2 separate regions of the Sus scrofa genome follow, and region 1 is linked to region 2. The links are chromatin contacts, called in public Hi-C maps. All regions are on one chromosome and are shown on one strand. Each heading gives the region's core, a stretch centred on a gene start, on an enhancer-like site or on the middle of the called end of the contact. The rest is flanking DNA. Distances are from core to core; before and after follow the strand shown.

What was found. A called contact is a pair of places that touch in the nucleus more often than the background predicts.
Region 1: a Hi-C map of retroperitoneal adipose tissue shows a contact between it and region 2, with 1.9 times the contacts expected there. The contact joins the promoter of TRIT1 here to the enhancer-like site in region 2. A contact is called at or near these places in 6 of 47 Hi-C or Micro-C datasets (fetal heart ventricle, fetal skeletal muscle, liver and 2 more) and 1 of 2 datasets of contacts at active chromatin or transcription factors (alveolar macrophages).

Annotation. Positions count from the first base shown.
Region 1 is chr6:95,681,896-95,685,466 of Sscrofa11.1, forward strand. It overlaps TRIT1 (tRNA dimethylallyltransferase, mitochondrial), which reads right to left and starts at 1,922. Exons shown (of 9, transcript XM_021095994.1): 1 at 1,724-1,922. The coding sequence starts at 1,897.
Region 2 is chr6:95,613,073-95,616,792 of Sscrofa11.1, forward strand. No RefSeq gene overlaps it. Among named protein-coding and RNA genes, the nearest start is that of BMP8B, 16 kb to the left of the region's middle. Within about 2 kb of position 1,624, at least 9 of the 83 cell types and tissues checked have an H3K27ac peak or open chromatin away from gene starts, as enhancers often do. A contact at or near this core is called in retroperitoneal adipose tissue, where this site is marked.

The DNA of each region.
Region 1 (3,571 bases), core at 672-3,171, 69 kb after region 2:
GAAATCCTATGGTTTATCATAGAATCTAATACTTGTAGTCTCTCCCCTCCCCACACCTTGCAAAGCATCTTAGTTCGAACATTTATTAACTTGCTTTGTTTCATGTTTAGCTGGACTAGCTAGATTCTGTGAAGACAGGGACTGCAATTTTGTCTTGTGGACCTTGCAGAAAATAATACCTATCATATTTTTAGCACTTACTACATGCCTGAAATTATATTAAGTACTTCGCATATTTATTAATCTTGTTTAATCATCACAGTAAGATTACGTTGTTGATCTTATTTTTCCTATTTTACAGAAGAAACAAAGACACAAAGAGGTCAGGCTGAAGTTGCATATCTTTAAAAGACATGGCTGGGATTTGAGCTAAAGCCTGTCTCTCAAAGCCAGCACAAAGTAGGAACTCCCACTATAGTATAATAGGATCGATGGGTCTCTGCAGTACTAGGACTCGGGTCTGATCCCCAGCCCAGCACAGTGAGCTAAAGGATGCAGCATGGCCCCAGCTGCGGCATAGGTCACAAACTGTGGCATGGACTTGATCACTGGCCTGAAAACTCCATATACCAAGGAGCAGCCAAAAAAGAAAAGAAAAAAGTAGAAGTTGCACAAAGTAGGGGTTTCGAAAAAATATTTGTTGAATTATCCTAATCATCTGAAGTGTGCTGACGGCTGTGCCCCCAAACGAATTAATGAGAGTAGAAACCATGCCTGGAGGCTTATGGGGTACAGTGGGAAGAAGGACTGCCCCTCCTGTTGAGTACCTATCATGTGTTAGGTTCAGCACCAGGCATTTCCCGTTAAGCATCTCATTTACTCTGTGAAAACTCTTAACTAAATTCTCTTCAACAAACAGTGCTTGTAATTCCTCCATCAGATATTTACCTCAAATGTCACCCACCCTCAACTGGAGCACAAATGCTGCCAAGTGTTATGTGTACTACACTCCTTCTGGGCCTCCCTGTGGCTCAAGGAAGAGGGCAAAACCTCCTGACTCCCATCAGTCAGTAAGTTAATAATCTCAGTTGCAACACGCATTTATCGAACTCCTGGCTTTTTTCAGGACAGGCCGCCTTGCTCCTCATTCTAACTCGCGTGATCTCACTTATGAAGCATTACAGCCCTGTGAGGTAGGTGGCATTTTCTCCACTTCACAGATACAGAACGTCCCCAAACCATGGTTAACAATGTTTACGTCACGTGGGCGAAGGCAGATTCAGGACGAGAATCCAGGTCTCCGGACTATCGACCCTGCTCCATTCCCTCAGCAGAGACTCGTAGATAGTAACTGATTTATCCTGGGAACTCTAAATGGCAAAAGCTCAGGAATAACTTTCATTCAAAAAGTTATTTACTGGACGCCTATATGTCAACCTTGTAGGTTCACATGCCATCTCCGCCACGTATTCGCTACGTGACGTGGAGATAATTGTTTTCACCTCTCTAGGTGAATTCCCGCATCCGTAAATGGAGATGATAATATAACCTACAACCAACAGCAATGTCGTGAGAAAGTAAATGGGATGATGGACGTGAAACACCTGGCACGACGTCTGGCACAGAGTGGGCGTCTGGTCATTTTGGGCGTCCTTCACCCACCCCGCCGCCCCACAAGCCTCGGGGTTCACCCCCTACCACCCAAGCGCCAGGGTATCCATTCGGCCAGAGGCCGGCACGCGGCCTCCGATTGCACAGGCCGGGGACAGCCGCACTGTCATACCTGCATAGAGTCAGCGCTGATGATCTCGCCGCCAAGTCGCTGGCCTAGCTGTAGCGCTAGGGTAGATTTGCCCGTCCCTGTGGCCCCGAGAATCACTACAAGAGGGAGCGTTCGTTTCAGGTCCCGGAGCCCCGGGCCCACAGACACTGCTCGTGCAGCCGCCACAGCCGCCATCTTAGAGACGTCTGCGCTTGCGCTGGAGCAGCTGTCCCCATGGCAACCATTAATGCGCAGGCGCGGACCTCAGGTACCGTAGGGAGGGTGACTAGCGAAGGGGACAAACTTCCAAGCTCGGAAGCTCCCGATGTGACTGCTATCAACGAACTGCTGGAGTTCCCGTCGTGGCGCAGTGGTTAACGAATCTGACTAGGAACCATGAGGTTGCAGGTTCCATCCCCGGTCTTGCTCAGTGGGTTAAGGATCCGGCGTTGCCATGAGCTGTGCTGTAGGTCACAGACACGGCTTGGATCCCATGTTGCTGTGGCTCTGGTGTAGGCCGGCAGCTACAGCTCCGATTAGACCCCTAGCCTGGGAACCTCCATATGCCGTGGGAGCGGCCCTACAAAAGCCAAAAAAAAAAAAAAAAAAAAGCCCTAATTAAAAAAAAAAAAATCTTTAAAAAAAAAAAAAAAAAACGAACTGCTGTGAGAACAACTACTTCGTCTTTTAAGTGGGGGATGTTAGTCGTATCTAAAATAGATCTATTTTTATGCTTTTTTCACGGCACCCAGTTCTTTTTCTTCACAGGACTGCTTACAGTATGAAATTTACACAGACCTCTTGTCTATTGTCTGACTTTCACTCCAGACTGTCCTATAAAGGCAAGGAACAGATTCTGCCTAGGTCATTGCTGTATCTCCAGTGCTTCGCGCAGTACCTGATACGCAATAGACACCCAACAATTTTTAATGGAGAAGAGAATGGCTTGTCTACCTAGTGCTAAAGCCAATGAGCTCAGAGGTGTGGCGTTCTCCAGGATTGGATCTGCCTAGTTCTCAGGCAAGGGCGGCTGCTCTAATGTTTTCACCCCAAACTCAAGCTCAGACACAATCGGAGGGCAGAATAAAATTTTGCATCTCTTTGGTAAAAGGAGAAAAGAGATGGGGTGAAAACAGAGAAAGAACAAGCATGTGAACAACCCACAAGGAGTTCTTCTGTGGTACAGCAGGTTAAAGACACATTCTTGTCACTGCAGCAGCTTTGGTCACTGCTGTGACTTGGGTTCGAGCCCTGCCCGAGAACTTCTGAGTGTCTCGGGGTGACAGAAAGAAAGGAAGGGAGGAAGGAAGGGAGGAAGGAAAGAAAGGGCTTTAGAATCAGATGAACCTAGGTTCTAATCCCAACACTGCCACTTATCAGCTGCATGACTTCACACAATTAGCTTCACCTCTTAGCCTCAGTTTTCTCATTGTTAAATACCTCTCGGATTGCCATAAGGACAAAATGAAGTAATGTCTGAAAAGTGCTTGCTACAATGCCCTGGCACATAATAACCACCATTTGTTGAACACTTTGTATTATTATAATAGTAACACCCCATCTGCCACACTAAAGAGGTAAGGGCAGCAGCCTAAAGGCATAGAAATGTTCAGTAACGTGTGAAAAGTGCCTAAATACCTTTTCTACTAACCCCTTGTTAGCCAATTTAAGAGTTCTAATTGCTTTCTCTCTGAGATTACTACTTGGCTCTGCCTAGCTCTCAAGTCCCATCACCCTTGGGTGGAAGGAATCACTCCTGAATGTTTACAGTATATGACAGACCTGCCTGGAATGATTGCCAATAAATACATTTCTCAAACGTTTGGATCACCATTGGCGTAATGGCCACTTTTGCAGACCCAGCCTAAA
Region 2 (3,720 bases), core at 374-2,873:
TGTTTCTGTTTCCACAGCGGGAACTCCAGGGGAGCCTTTTAAAGTATATCATTCTATATATAGTTTCTTGGAAGTTGTAAATATATTGCTTAACCAAAATACTAAATAGAATAAAAATATGTTGAATTAGTGAAAGCTCCATCTAACCCTAAGGAGCGTCTTTTCCCCAATCACAGCCTCGGTTTCCCCAAGGGGCCTGGAGGACCACTGAGGGCCTCCCCATCACGGCTGCCCTCCTTTCCATACAGGTTCTAGGTCTCTGGTCCACTGCCCTGGCCCCAGACCTGACAGAGGGTCAGAAGGGGTCTGCCTCCTGCCAGGTGCCTCCCTCCTCTTAAATCAGGGTCAGGGTCATTAGTGCTTCAGCCCCAGTGCTGCTCCCTGGGGCCACCAAGCCAGAGGGACAGTTCTCCATTTGGTCCTACAGTGAGATGGTGAGCAGGGTCCCACGAAGGGGCCACCCAGGCTCTGTGCTCCACCTGGAAGCCCAGGCCGTGCTTACCTGCTCAGAGGGTCCCCCTGCTGGGTGGGCTGTGGCGGGGTCTGGGGGCTCTTGCCGCACTGCATGCCTCTGCCCCCGCCCCACCCAGGCATGACTCCCCGATTGCACAGATGTTGGAACCCTCCTTCCCAGTTGTAGGCACCTGGCTTCTGTCTGGTGGCTACTGGGGGCCACGTACTTCTGTATATTCCCTCTTTGCATCCTCATCACCATAGTTCCATTTGGCAGATGAGAAAACAGAGACCTAAGGAGGGTTTGGGGCTACAGCAGAGGTGGGGAAGGGCGAAGGAAGCAAGGACAGTTTAAGGAACCTTTCAATGAACTCATCTGGGAGGCAGGACCCCAGGGCCTAAATGGAGGGATGGTGGGTGCTGAGTGTGGTCAGAATACAGGGAGCAGAAAGGTGCAGGCTGACTGAGGCTGCAGAGGTGGGCAGGGTTCCCCCCACCCACCCCCAAGCCTGGCTCAGGGGTTTGGACAGCTCTCTGGCATGAGGCATTTTCAGGTCTGGCCTTGGGGCGTGGGCAGACTGTGTCACAGGGGAGGTGCAGGAGGCTGTGGGATGGGGGCGGGGTGAGGCTTTTGGAGAAATCCATATGACAAGGCCTGGTCTAGGAGGTGGAGGGGATGCAAGAGGAGGGGGAGTCAGCAGGGCTTGTGACTGGTAGATCAGGGAGATGGAGGAGAAGGGGTTATGATAATGATTGGCAGGTATTGGGCACATCTGTGTGTAGCTCAATAGCATGTGTTTTATACTCACTGTTACACTTAATCTTCACAACATCCTGATGCAGTTGTACTATTATTGTCTCCACTTAACAGATGGAGACTGGGGCCCCAAAGGATAGGATCCTTGGCAGAAGTCTCATAGCTAGTCCCTGGGAGTTAATCTTTTCTGGCTGTCGGTTTCCCCTGGGTGCTAAGCTGCTGGTGTCCACCAGGGGGCAGAGAGAAGCCAGACAGTCACACCCACGCCCCATGCCTTCCTGAACTTCCTCTTAGTCTTTCTTTGTGAAGAGATTCCTGTTTCTCACTTTACAACAGGACAAACTGAGGTCAGGGAGGGATAGTGACCCACACAGGTGGCAGAGCTGATCATAAGCAGAAGTGGGGCCAGAGCCCAGGACTCCAGCCTCCCAGGAGCTTTGACCTTGACCCTGGACTCAGGTGACCCTCAGCACCTGCAAGGAGTCATGGTGGGCATGGATTCTAGATCATGGTCCAGGCTCCTTCCCCAGCTGTGAGCTCCACAGGCACCTGCAGTCCCACACAACCCCCGCTGCCCTGCACACAAGGGATCCAGCTGCCTTTCCTGAGCAAGGCTCATCATCACCGAGGCATCACCAAGCTCTTTTTTCAGGGCCACATCCGTGGCAGATGGAGATTCCCAGGCTAGGGGTCAAATTGGAGCTACAGCTGCCAGCCTGCACCAGAGCCATAGCAACACAGGATCTGAGCCACAACTGACCTACACCACAGCTCACGGCAACATCGGATCCTTAACCCACTGAGCGAGGCCAGGGATCGAACCCACACCCTCATGGATCCTAGTCAGGTTCATTAACTGCTGAGCCCTGAAGGGAACTGATCAATCTCTTTTTAAGATGGGGAGAGCACCTCCCTCATATCACCTTGTGAGGATTCCTGGGAAGTGCTGAACACAGAGAAAGTTCTGGAGAAGTGGCGGCCTTATTATTATTGCTGTTGCTATATTTATTATTAGTAGGAAGTTGTCTGGCAACCAAGGGAGGCAGGCGTCATTTTTGCCTATTGTGTAGAAGGGGAGGGGAGGCTCAAAGTCCCGAGGGAGTGAGGGCCGGGGCGAGGGTCCTGGGACCTCAGGCCCTGGCAGCCCCACCTGCTTCAGGAAGGCCTCTTCCTCTGTATGATTCTTTCGCTCATCCATTTGTGCAGATCACACTCTGAGCTGGCCCTGTTGTGGGTACAGGGAGCCATGCCCTGGGCCTATGGTGAATGACAGGGACTAGAATGAGGAGAAACCCTGAGCCCACAGCTCCCTGGTCTGCACCCTGGGCAGGGAGCTCAGGGGCCTGGAAGCCAGGCCTGAGGGTGCCACCTCGGTGCCACCTCTGCCTGCTCTTCCACCCAGACTCACAGACTGGAGGTCAGCGCATCTCCTGCCCCCAGAATAGCCTCAAGGCTACCGACAGAGCTGGGAGCTCCTTCATCCAGGAGCTGCTCCAGGGCCAGAGGGTGCTGCCTGGGAAGAAGGCTCCTACTAAGGGCGTTGGGAACTTTTTCTAGGGGACCCCTCCTGAGTTCTTGCCCTGCTGTCTAAAGTTGGCTGGACCAGCAAAGAGGGACCACCTCTGGAATGATCTCCTTTTGCCCAGCCAGGGGCATATTCAGGTCAGGGGAAGACGGTTTGGTCTGGGGTCATGGTTCAGGAATGAGCCTCAGAGGCGTTGTCCCTGAATAAGACAGTGCAGGCTGGGTCTGCACAGGCTCACACAAATGAGATGCAAGTAGGGGTTGAAGTCCAGCTCCTTGCCCTGCTCCACTCAGCACTGCTGGGGGCCCAGGAGGGAGCTGTGTCCACCTGGAGGAAGCAGCTTCTTTTTCTGAATCATCATAAGCACCACATGGGCTGGCAGTGGCCCTGATGGCAGCAGTCACTAGAGCACATGCTTGGGGCAAGTCTTGATGCTGGCCTGGGGCTCTGGGCCAGGCCCCATCTGAATAGAAAGAGCAGCAGTGAGGTGGTCCCTTGCCCAAATCTATGCTCCCAAAGTCCTGCTCACAGCAGGAGGGAAGGAAGGAGGAAGGAATGGGTTATAGGCTGGCTGACCCCTCAAGGGCCGGACCTCCCTCCCTCTAAGGAACTTCTAGTGCTTTGCTCAAGATACACCCAACAAGGGAGTTTCCGTCGTGGTGCAGCAGAAACGAATTCGACTAGGAACCAAGAGGTTGCAGGTGTGATCCCTGGCCTTGCTCAGTGGGTTAAGGATCCGGCGATGCCATGAGCTGTGGTGTAGGTAGCAGACGCAGCTCGGATCCTGTGTTGTGGCTGTGGTGTATGCTGGCAGCTGTAGCTCCGATTCGACCCCTAGCCTGGGAACCTCTATGTGCTGCGGGTGCAGCCCTAAAAAAAAAGCAAAAAGAAAAGATACATCTGACAAAAACCACACCACTGCCCTTGGGGTCCAGAGTCTTTCCCACTATTCACTCACTTGGGCTCCTAAGTCCAGATTTACTCC